Regions from separate parts of the Mus musculus genome. Here all the other regions are linked to region 1. Evidence: chromatin contacts called from public HiChIP or PLAC-seq data. All regions are on one chromosome and are shown on one strand. Each heading gives the region's core, a stretch centred on a gene start, on an enhancer-like site or on the middle of the called end of the contact. The rest is flanking DNA. Distances are from core to core; before and after follow the strand shown. Region 1 has its middle 120 kb from the start of Gm22312. Region 2 overlaps Magi1 (membrane associated guanylate kinase, WW and PDZ domain containing 1). Region 3 overlaps Magi1 (membrane associated guanylate kinase, WW and PDZ domain containing 1).

Region 1 (3,491 bases), core at 528-3,027:
GAGTCTCTTAAATAACCCTGATAAACTCAAAAGGTGGCTTGTATGCCTGCTGTTTAAGGTTTTGTTAGATAGTCTATGGCTCTTGGGGGAGGGGAGAGCATTGTCAGCCCAGTTGGGACATTTTCATTTAAACTACATATATGTACACACACACACACAATCTATTATCTATATTTATATTTATCTATCAGACTTGCATGTATTATATGGTTTTGTTTTAGGTAAATAGTTAATAGCAAGATCCCTTGTGACTTTTCAGACATCATCATTATTATTGTATGCTCATTCCTCTGTATTTATCTCCTTGCCTCCTCTTTCATTTTAAAGAGGCTTAAGCCCCCTCTACTCTTCCCATTTCCCCCTTCAGATCAGTTGTGCATGGCTGTTCCCCTGAGAGCATTTTCTTTTCTTCCTTCCTTCCTTCCTTCCTTCCTTCCTTCCTTCCTTCCTTCCTTCCTCCCTCCCTCCCTCCCTCCCTCCCTCCCTCCCTCCCTCTCTCTCTCTCTCTCTCTCTCTCTCTTTCTTTCTCTCTCTCTCTCTCTCTTTCTTTCTTTCTTCCTTTCTTGTTTTTGTTTTTTTGAGACAGGGTTTCTCTGTATAGCCTTGGCTGTCCTGGAGCTCACTCTGTAGACCAGGTTGGTCTGAGAACATTTTCTATGTGAGGACGTATAGGCAAAGACTGGCCATCCAAAGACACATGTGGGAACTTCTCCACCTGGGTACTCACTCACTCATCAACTCATTCACTCACTCACAGATCCATTCATTCAAGAATTCCACATCATCTCAATGTCAGAGTCTAGATGAAGTACACAGGCAACTCAAAAGGATGAATCAGACAGTCAGAAACTTCAAAGATGGCTGAATAGACTACTGACAAAAAAAAATTGAGGCACAGGAAATAAAAAAAACCTGTTAATTATAGAACAAAAATTAGAGATAGTCACATCTTTCATTAAACCAATAGTCAATAGTAGAAGATGGCCACGCTGAAAACCATGGACTTTGGAAAGATAAGAAGATTATCCCAGTTTTGAGATGACAAAGGTTTATCCCAAAATTGAAAAAAGAGGAGGGCTTGGCCTATTTCCAAAACAAATGATATTTCATTAAAAATGAAAGGGCATCTTTAGTATTTGCTTTGGGAAATGTGATTTTGTTGTTATTTAATGAAGTTAAAATTAGATCGCAGTAAGTTCAGTCATATTTTACCTATAGCTCATTTGATTTTAACCTGTTGTAGACTTATGCCACCTCAAAGCATGCTGTCAATCAAAGCATAGTTGCATTTCTTTTGACAGATACAAAGATGGTTTATAATGGGGGGGGGGGGGAGGGAGAGGGTGTGGAGGGAGGGAAGGAAGGAGAGAGGAAGGGAAGAGAGATAGAAAATCTAGATTGCTCTAAAAGGTGACAGCTCCAAATGTGGAAGTGTTGACTTCTCTCTATAATAATAGCTCTATCTGTTTTATCATCTGTTTTATCATCTAGTGTGTTGTGTTGTATATATGGATATGTGTTGTAGGAGTAAGCCGGCCAGAGGCCTACATGAACCAGGTATTTCTGGAAGGCAGGCCGGGGCTGAAAAAGAAACTAGACGGTGAGAAAAGAATGATGAAGCCAAGACAAATTTTTCTCTGATCAAGGCCCACGAGTTTACTAAGAAACTGTCCTTATAAGGGGGAAGGCCCATTCACACCCCACCACCACCACCACCAGTCCATTCTTGGTGTCTGCAGCCAGCCTGTAAGCAATGTGCAGGATAGGGTGTGTCTCCAGAATGTCTTCAGGGTCTCTCAGCAGGTAGCAGAGTCTCAGAGAAGAGCAGTAGTAGTTGACATAACAATAGAGCCATCTAAATCGGAAGGCTACACCCCAGGTGATCTCATATTCAGTGGCAGCAAAGCCTGAATCAGCCTGCTTCAAGGCTGGGGGAGGCTACAGACATGCATGTGTGCATGCCTGTGTGTGAGTGTGTGCAACGTGTGTGTGTGTGTGTGTGTGTGTGTGTGTGTGTGTGTGTGTGTGTGAGTGTGAGTGCACATGTGGCTGCTGTGGTCACTGATCCCTCTTGAGTGTCTTTCACAGTTGCTTTCCACCTTATGAGGCAGATTCTTCCATTGAACACAGAGCTCATCTCTTTGGGTAAGGTAGCTAACTAAGAGCTCCAAAGAGCCTCTGCCCCCTCCCCTCCAGCCGAGATCACAGGCTGTCATGGCCAACCTTTACATCAGTGCTGAGAATGAACTTGGGTCCGAATGCTTGTGCATCAGACACTTTGTAGACTGAGCCATATTCCCAGGTCTTCTAAAATTAAAAAAAAAAAAAGTTAGTTTCTCCAATTAGCATACTAAGTATAATAATCACTGGGATGTAGTCAGAGTAGATTTTCTAGTCTGGCTCTGGTTAGTAGAACTTTTCTGAATTTGTATAAATCTTATATCTCTGCTGACTAATATGGTGGCGGCTAGAATATGTGGCTATTGATTGAGTACTCGAGATGCAGTTGCTGTTCACTGAGGGCAGTTTAATTCAATCTTAAACAACACAGAGTTATTCCTAGATAGACATTTGTGACTAATGACTCTTATTGCACAATGTACCTTTGTGTGAATGTATGATGTGTTTGCATGAACAAAGACACAAACTTGTTCTATAAGTTCCCACATGTGTCTTTGTGCGTGGATGCATATAAACATATGTGCGTTAGCATACAGAGGCCAGATGTCAGGACCTGTGTCTTCCTCAGTTGCTCTCATCCGTGTTTTCTGAGATAGGGTCTCTCACTGAATACGGTGCTCACTGATTCAACAAGCCAGCTCCGGGATGCTCCTGTCTCTGTCTCCACAGTGCTGAGATTCCAGGTGCACGTCCATCTTTCCTTCTCCTGGACAATGCACCATGAGAGACTCACCTTAGTGAAGGGAGCAAAGCACTTCGGTAACAAGTTATTTTGTGCAGAGTCAAAGAGGCTTCTATGCTTTCAAGTTTTACTAAATATTACTGAGTGATAACACTATTATTCCTCTAACCATTTTGTTTCTTCAGTATTTAGTAAGCTACTGCTACCTGCCTGGTCTGCTGTGTTTCCCAGTGGCCTTAGGTGACCCTTGTGAAAGGGTCAGCCCCCAGGGGGTCATGTCCCACAAGGTGAGAACCACTGCACTAATATTCGCTGAGAGCCTAGTTTAGGGTTGTGAGGGGGAGAAAAGTTCAGGATGATTCCCAGAATTTTGGCCAAGGCAAATAAAACTAGTGCTGCTATTTAACTTAGAGGATGGAGCCCATTTATAATGTAACTTTGACATATCAAAAAGAGGCTAAATCATTAATGCTCAATACCTAAAAATGAGCCATTACGATCTTGCTGGGACCAGAGTAGACATCACTCCGGGTTTGACTGTGACCTGAGAATTCTTCCTGGTTCTCCTGGAAGCCAGTATGTCTTTGAGTTGGTGCTCAAGATAAAATCATCAGTGGGGTCCATTATA
Region 2 (3,916 bases), core at 865-3,364, 340 kb before region 1:
TTTTCTATGAAAATAACCTTGTTTTAATTGTATGCATTATGTATGTGCCTGAAAACTGGTGTTGGAAGTTGAAGCCTCTGACCGGAGTTATTGATGGTTGTGAGTCCTCATGTGGGTACCACAAGAGTAACAGATCGTAACAGGAAAAACACCTGACGTCCCATCAAGAACCATCCTGTCAGCCAAAGGGTTTTCTGACTTTTCTTTGTCAGCTTGAAGACATCCCCTCTAATCATAATTTTTAAAAGTTTATATTTAATTATGCATTGGTTTAGTACCTAATCAAATCGTTCTGAATCCGTTGATAGGATGCTGTGTTTTTTGATAAGTTAAGATGCTATTGTGAGTTATACTTACTGATCTTCAATCACTGTAATGAAGCTATATTGATTATCTACAAAAACAAAAAACACACTTCAATGAGTCCATGGTTCATATTTCTTTTTGTATATTACTGGATTCAGTTTGTGCATTTTTTTCCCTTTGGAGAATTTTCATAGTTGAGCTCATGAGAGAGAGATACCAGTCTGAAGGTATTTTTGGTAGCAGATATTAGCTTTGTAAACAGTATTGGGAAATGTTCACTTCTATCTGTTTTCTGGAGAGGATTGTGTGGAATTGGTGTTCATCATGTCGTTGTTAGGTTTGCATCTTTAGTGGGACAGAATGTGAGCCCGTAGATCCCCTTGTGCGTTTACTTCTCAAGTAGTGCTTCTATAATTGTCCCAGAGTTATTTAAACTGTAAGTTTCTTAGATAAACTTTGGCGTTTTCCAGTTCTCAGTCCATTTCTCCACATTATCACTGCATCCCTTGTTGAAGCATTCCCTTCTGTTTTGATACGTTCATGGCCACTAGCAGCAGCATTTATTTAATTCCTGTGGTGACGATTCTGTCTTACTCTTTTATTCCAGTTTGTCAGTCTCACAGGAGAAGCTGCCATTTGCTTAATCTCTTCAGAGAACCAGCTTTGTTTCATCAGCTTTGTTTCATCATTTTTTCTGTTATTCTGTTTTCACTTTCGTTTATTATGTTCTTATTCTTTTTCCCCTTTTTCTGTATTTGGGTTTTCTTTTTGTGAATTCTTGTTGAGATCATTGATTTAAGAATTTAGTTCTTTACTAATATAAAAGCTATCAAATTTCATCTGAATCTACTTTAGCTGTTTGCACAGATTTTGTTATAATGCAGTTTTCCTCAATTGAAAATTCTTTAGAGAATTCCTCTCTAACTCATAAGAATTTATTGGTTTTTTAAGCATAAATTTAAGTGTGTAAGTGTTCAGATATTGTTCTCATATCGTTCTCTTACTGATTTCTACTTTGACTCCTTTGTATTATAGAACATAAACTTTATACTTTCAGATAAAAAAATTTGGAATTTTATTTATGTGCGTGTGGGTGTCTTGAAGAAAACCTTTGGATCCCCTGGTTCTGGATACAGGCAGTGTGAGCTACGCTACCCAATATGAGTGCTAGAAGTTGAACATTTAGTCCTTTGCAAGAAAAGCAAGTGTTCTCCACTACTGCACTGTCTCACTTGCCCCATAGTTTACATTTACTGGACAGGATGTAGTAGATATGTATATTGGCTTTAATAGGACATATATCTGTGTCATGTTCATTGGTGATTGTGAGCTTTGGTGCTAAGTTTGCCAGTTGAGAGGGATGGTGCGGCCTGTGCTTATCTCGGCAGATTTGTGTCCTTCTCAAAGTTGCATCTGTCAGGTTTTGAAGTCCTCTTACTCATTGCATACACTTGCTCTGTCTTTTCAGTTGGCTTGACCCTGTGATCATTAGCCACCGCCTCAGTCTGCGTTACCTTTCCTTGCTTGGGAGTCCACTTTAGCTGTAATTAAGCTTTACTGCTTCTTCTGGACTTCATTTTCCATGTTATCATTTCTGTCCTCTTTATTCTACTGTTTTCTGTAGTGAGATCTTAGAAGAATATAGTTAATTTATGCTTCCCAGCTTACTCTGCTGCCTCTGTCTTTTAATTTTGTTAGAAACATTCTCCTTGTTGTACAAAGAAATATCAAAACAAAGCAAAAGGTGTCTTGTAAAGTCAACATTTGACTCTTGGAGAGGGTGACCTCACAATTGGCTTCCTTTCTTATTCAGGTGCTGACTGTGTCTTCCTTGTCTGAGGTCCGACCTCACAGTCTGTCCCAACTGGCTAGTCCTGCATCAAAAAACCAAACCAAACCAAACCAAACCAAACCAAACCAAACCAAACCAGACCAAACCAAACCAAGCCAAAAAGAATCCTACAAAGAAAATGAGAGCAAGGCGGATAGGAGTGGATCCTTTAAGATACTTAGAATCTCAACATACATCAAGGCTTTATGTTGGGCAGTGGGTGGTGGGTGGGACTGAAACATTTGCATAAAGTGTTTACAAGGTAAGAGATAAAAATATTTTAATTTCTTGTCATAAAAGTTTTACAGTGTTTGACAGAAAAGACTAATATATTATGTTTTTATACTTTATTAGTCCATTTACAGTTAATGGAATTATTGTCATGTTATGGCATATAAAGATACCATATTTTACTTCTTCACTTATTTTCTATAATTTTCATTATCTGCTTTCCTAAGAGCTGAGTATTGTTTCAGTTTCCAATTTCAGTGTATCTCAAAAGTTTTATTGTGTTGTTCTTTTTATGATCTTTGTAGTAGTTGTTCTGGATATAGCAATATAGACTCAGAATGTATCTATCTACTGCTATGGTAATTCTATTAGCTCAAGTGTATTATTTAAACTTCACCTTCCTTTTGCATCCTCATGTATAACATATTTATCTAAAATATTTCTATGTGCTTAGGATCACATTAGACAGTGTTATGCCTTATTTTTTCAATTATTAAACCTGTTTAGGAAATTTAAGGAGAGAAGAACCATAAGTCATTCATTCATACATACACATAAGTCACTCATACATGCATACATAAGTACATACAGTTTCTGTACTAGCCTTCCTTTTGTTCAGTAAATCTGTTTGCTCATTGTTTATATGTGTGTCCATACAACCATGCCTCATGTGTGTAGGAGTTCCTGTGGAAGCCAGAAGTAGGTATCAGGTGCTATCCAGGTGAGTGCTGGGAACTTACGCTGGGTCTTCTTGAAGGGCAAGTGCTCTTAACTACCAAGGCATCTCTGCAGTCTCTCCTCACTCATTATTTATAATAGGTCTGCTGTTAGTGATAACTTTCATCCATGCGACAATGCCTTTATTTCTCTTCACATATTTAATTGAATTTAATGTGGATTAATTTTCTCCTTGTTTTCTTCTCCTTGAATTTTTACATTTATATGTTTTGCTTAATTTGACTAATTGCATGATTATTTCTGTCATTACAGTTTTAAATGTGTTCTTTCTCCTTTCCTTTTGGGATAATAATGGATGTATAGTTCCCATTAGTCCCACAGTTTGCTGAGGCAGACAGGCAAGCTGGCTGGGGTGCATTCTCTGTGGATCTGTTTCTGTCTCTATTTAGCCCTGCCTGTCTTGGAACTCACTATGTAGACCAGGCTGTCCTTGAACTCATATCGATCCACTTGCCTCTGCCTTCTAAGTGCTAGAATTAAAGTGCTAGTAGTGTACCACTACTCCAAACTATACTTATTTTCTTGTCTGTCTGTTTGTTTTTCTCTTTTAAGGATTTATTTATTTTATGTATGTGAGTACACTGTTGCTATCTTCGGACACACCAGAAGAAGACATTGGATCCCATTATAGGTGGTTGTGAGCCACCATGTGGTTGCTGGGAATTGAACTCAGGACCTCTGGAAGAGCAGTCGGTGCTCTTAACCTCCAAACCATCTCTCCAGCCCATGTTTGTTTTTCAACATGAGAAACTTAAGAAAACTTATGGAACTTATATTCATACCATTGTATATTTGTCTCTTTATATTGAG
Region 3 (4,012 bases), core at 1,201-3,700, 360 kb before region 1:
TGTAATACACATAAGTCCACAGAAAATACTATCACTTGAAATATGAGCCTCCCTCCCCCCCCCCTCTCTCTCTCTCTGAAATCAGCATAAGTTGACTTAGAATTAATATGGAGACATATGTCTGCATATTTGAATCTTGTGCATTCCTTTTGGATCCAGATCGGGCAGAGGTGGCTTTATGTGAAGCGTGTGTGGGACAGAGTTGGAGGAACTGCCAGGCAGTTTTCTGAAAGGCTGCATGACACTGCCAGGTGGAGAGCGTGAGGCAGTCAGTAACACAGAGTGCTCAACTCTTCTGAGTGCTGAGCCAGGGTCACATTTGCCACCCTCTGCTTCCTCAGACCGAGAACTTTCCACATTGTCTTGAGCACCTTGCCCCCAGAACACTGCTTTTCTTCATTATTTCTCAAATGTCCCCTATTATCATTGAGATCAAAATGATATCAGTAGGCCATGGATCTATGTCATGTCTACCTGTGTCCCTGCCCTTACTGAATTCCTCAGTGACCATGGAAACTGTTCTTAGTCAGTGGTACCACTTTGTTGTATATCTTTGGCTTGATTCTTTTTGGTAAATAGTGAATATTAATGACAGTAATAACCAGGCAAACAAAAGAAAAACTAGAATTTAAAGGTGGGAAAGAGGAATCATTGTAGGAATTATTACTACCATTCTTAAGACTACTCTCAGTTCAAAAGAACTCTGTGTTGTTACTAGAATAATCTGCAGATACATCTCTCTAATCTTAATTACATACTTATTCTTTATCATGTGTAACATCCCTTCCCCTCAAAGTCTACAGTTCCTAAAGGACCCTGAGCAGCTGTTAAAATGTTGTGTGCATAGAGACATTGAATTAATACTTGTTGAATTAAATGAAATACATCTGTTCATGCCCCTTTGTCAGTCTCCTTAGTAGGAAGGTCTGTTATATTTGCAAGTGAGGGACAAACTGGGACATGTCATTCTGTATTGTGAGCACAATATTGTCCCTCCAGAAAAACACTTGGTTCTATGTAGTTCTTTGACAAATTCAAAGGATGGTGTGACCATCTGTTTTCTTTAACTCCTGGGGAAAGAACAAAAGGATTGTACTTTGGCTGAGAATGAGGACTAGCTAGAGAAAAGAACACAGGAAACAAATCCCTCTTTTGGTTTTTAATTGTTGACTGAGCTGATCAGGACGTCCCCTGTTTCCTTCCCTGGTCCCTGTAAAATCCAGTGTCTCCTTTGGCAGCCAAGCTGGACTTGACCAGGTCAGCTCCCTGGCTTGGCCCAGGCCTCCTTAACTCAAGTCTTTCCTCATCCTCCATAGTACTTTCAGTTAGTTTGCATGACAGAAGCAATGTACTTGGCCTTCATAGTCTGTGGGTTCCTTATCTGCAAATTCAGTCAGCTGCCAATCAAAAATATTTAGAAAGAAAGAAAGAAAGAAAGAAAGAAAGAAAGAAAGGAAGAAAGAAAGAAAGAAACCAACTCAGAGATTTCCAAAAGACAGATTTGAATTTGTTGCACATTGAGTGTAACCCCAAATCTATATAAATGAAGTAACATGTAACTGTTCTGTTATAGTATCTTTAAAAATTATTACACTTAATGCTTTCCTCCCTCTCCCCCTCCCCTCCTTCTCCCTCTCTGCCTCTGTGTGTGTGTGTGTGTGTGTGTGTGTGTGTGTGTGTGTGTGTGTGAATTCTCTGGAGTAGTGGCTACTCCTTCACTTAAGTGACTTGTGCATCCACAGATTTGGAGCATTGAAGGTTCTTGGGGTAGGGAGGCAGGGAGTCTCTCACAAATTCATAGGAAAAACTTATGTTTGTTAGAAGAAATAAGATTTCAGAATCTGTTAAGTCGGAGCTGAAAAGTCCCTGCTCCAGTTTCTTAGCCTGGCCTAGGCACTATCAGTAATTTGATAGACAACATTTTGTGGTTTTTACTTTAAATATAGACATGTATTTTGCATGCTATGGCTTTTATAAAAATGTTACAATAATTTTCATCCTTTAATTTATGTCTGTTCTTATTACTGTGGATGCATGGGTCTCTCTTTTTTTTTTTAATAACCACATAGACTTTTTCCAGCATGAATATTCTAGAATTCTGTGCTTGTTATTATATAGGCGAATATCTGGATGTTTAAAATTTACTGTTAAATAGAATGCTACGGACTGTGTGCTTAGGTGTTCCTTTGGAACTGGGAACTGTGAAGTGGACGAGGTCATACCTAGTGAAGACTGAGTGCTGCTACATTTATCTTTGAAAATCTGTCAAGTTGTCCCTCCTACTTCTCCACCTGAGAAGTCGTTTTTTCTTCCTGAGAGCAGTTCCGCCAAAACTGTCTGCAGCCTTGTTTCTTTGGTTGAACCCTTGTAAAATTGATTGGCTTGTGTTGTGAGACAGTTGTTTCAGTTTTATTGTTATTTATGTTTTGTTCTTGGCTCAGTGGGTGGGGCTGAATTCCGATGTAAAGAGCTACCTCATTAATCTGTCTCCTGTACAAGCTTGCAATGAAGGCTTGCTAGGTTCACAGAAGGTTTGTGGTTTTGTTTGCATTGCTGTTCTGTCTCCATGGTCATTTAAGAATTTCCTCTTTTTTTTCCCCCTCAAGTACTCTGCTAAGTGCTTTAAACCATAAAGTAAGCAAACAAACAAAAAAACCTTGAAATGTTTTTCCTTTTTTCTCTCGCCCTATTTCCCCATTGGAAACAAACCAACCAACCGCTGTTTATGCTCTGGTAGAAGTTTGAAATTGTTAACTACAGTTTTTGAACTGTAAAAAAGTTTTAGGCTTGTTGTAACCAAATATCTACTGTCCTTGGTGCCTAGAGGCCATAGGTGTGCCATTTTATAAAGGTGATCTGTTATTTCAAATTACATTTGAAACTCCAAACATCTGGGGTTATCTGCCCTGGAGTCACACGTGTAAGCAAATACTATAATTTTATTTTCACCTGTCTTTGTGAGTCTTGGTGTCCCCACACTGTGATTGAGACTGGCGGGGTGGCTGAGAGTTTGAGGTGAGATCAGAGTGTCAGGTCAGCTTGCCTCTCTCCTAATTTATCATCTTATCTTAAAAGGAGATCAGCAGCGTGCTCCCTCCACTGATAGGACAAGTAGCAAGAACCATTTGGGAGTGCACTTTCCAGTGTCTTGAGAGGGTGACGTTTATATATTAGTACTAAGTGCATCTGCAGCAGCAGTGAGCGAGCATAATTGTCAGCTTTAATATTGAACTGCCCAAATTAAGCACGTTAGCCTCTTCTTTAGAACAGTTAGGTTAGCAGTATGTCTGAGGAGTCCCAGGGTTCTGTATTGTGCAACAGGTTGTCTGAGCATAACCTGCTCAGGTGTGGTCGTGGCCGAACAGGGAATACAGAGAAAACAAGGACAGACTGAAGTCCTCCCTACCCCCTTTCTTTTGCTGATGACTTTGGTTTAAGGCAGTGTTAAAAGCTGTCTGAGAACAGAAAGACTCCGTTGAGAATGGCTGTTCTAGAAACTAGAGAAAAAGTGGAATAGTTTCTATAGAAGAAGTTTCACAGGCACCGTGTGGAGTTAGGAACGCCTGTCATCATAGGTTGAAATGAAACAACGGAATCACTCCTACAGACCGACTGTGGTCGGCTTCAGGGTGAACTGGAACCCTGCCTGAACGCCCCCTGCTGAGTGTGCTGAGCTTGTCCTTCACACTGTCCTGTGTGTCTAGCCTTGTCAGAGTGTGTTGAACATACATGCTCCTGGCTATCATGTGTATGGAGGGGTCTGAGCTATTTAACATAATTTTCAAAATTCTTTTTACATTAAACAAATAAACAAACAAACAAACAGAAAACCAACTGTGTACTTATGCGCGCCTTCGTGATGTGCCCAGGCGAAACTTGTGGAAGTTAGAGGATAATATTTGGAAATCATTTCTTTCCTTCCACTTGATGGGTCCTGTGACTCGAACTCTGACCATCAGTCAGAGTTTAGTGGTAGGTAGTTTTATCGGCAACTCTGTTGGCTCCTTCATGT

The links. HiChIP or PLAC-seq counts read pairs in DNA pulled down with a chosen protein or histone mark.
Region 2: a contact with region 1 is called in an H3K27ac HiChIP or PLAC-seq map of embryonic stem cells, with 5 read pairs. The contact joins two enhancer-like sites. A contact is called at or near these places in 1 of 484 Hi-C or Micro-C datasets (embryonic stem cells) and 2 of 115 datasets of contacts at active chromatin or transcription factors (both in embryonic stem cells).
Region 3: an H3K27ac HiChIP or PLAC-seq map of embryonic stem cells shows a contact between it and region 1, with 3 times the contacts expected there. The contact joins two enhancer-like sites. A contact is called at or near these places in 4 of 484 Hi-C or Micro-C datasets (all in embryonic stem cells), 4 of 115 datasets of contacts at active chromatin or transcription factors (all in embryonic stem cells) and 1 of 9 other capture datasets (embryonic stem cells).

The regions. Positions count from the first base shown.
Region 1 is chr6:93,628,342-93,631,832 of GRCm38.p6, reverse strand. No RefSeq gene overlaps it. Among named protein-coding and RNA genes, the nearest start is that of Gm22312, 120 kb to the right of the region's middle. Within about 2 kb of position 1,777, at least 12 of the 459 cell types and tissues checked have an H3K27ac peak or open chromatin away from gene starts, as enhancers often do. A contact at or near this core is called in embryonic stem cells, where this site is marked.
Region 2 is chr6:93,963,384-93,967,299 of GRCm38.p6, reverse strand. The region is part of intron 1 of Magi1 (membrane associated guanylate kinase, WW and PDZ domain containing 1); the gene reads left to right. Among named protein-coding and RNA genes, the nearest start is that of Gm22840, 75 kb to the right of the region's middle. Within about 2 kb of position 2,114, at least 1 of the 459 cell types and tissues checked has an H3K27ac peak or open chromatin away from gene starts, as enhancers often do. A contact at or near this core is called in embryonic stem cells, where this site is marked.
Region 3 is chr6:93,986,224-93,990,235 of GRCm38.p6, reverse strand. All of the region lies in intron 1 of Magi1 (membrane associated guanylate kinase, WW and PDZ domain containing 1), which reads left to right. Among named protein-coding and RNA genes, the nearest start is that of Gm22840, 98 kb to the right of the region's middle. Within about 2 kb of position 2,450, at least 10 of the 459 cell types and tissues checked have an H3K27ac peak or open chromatin away from gene starts, as enhancers often do. A contact at or near this core is called in embryonic stem cells, where this site is marked.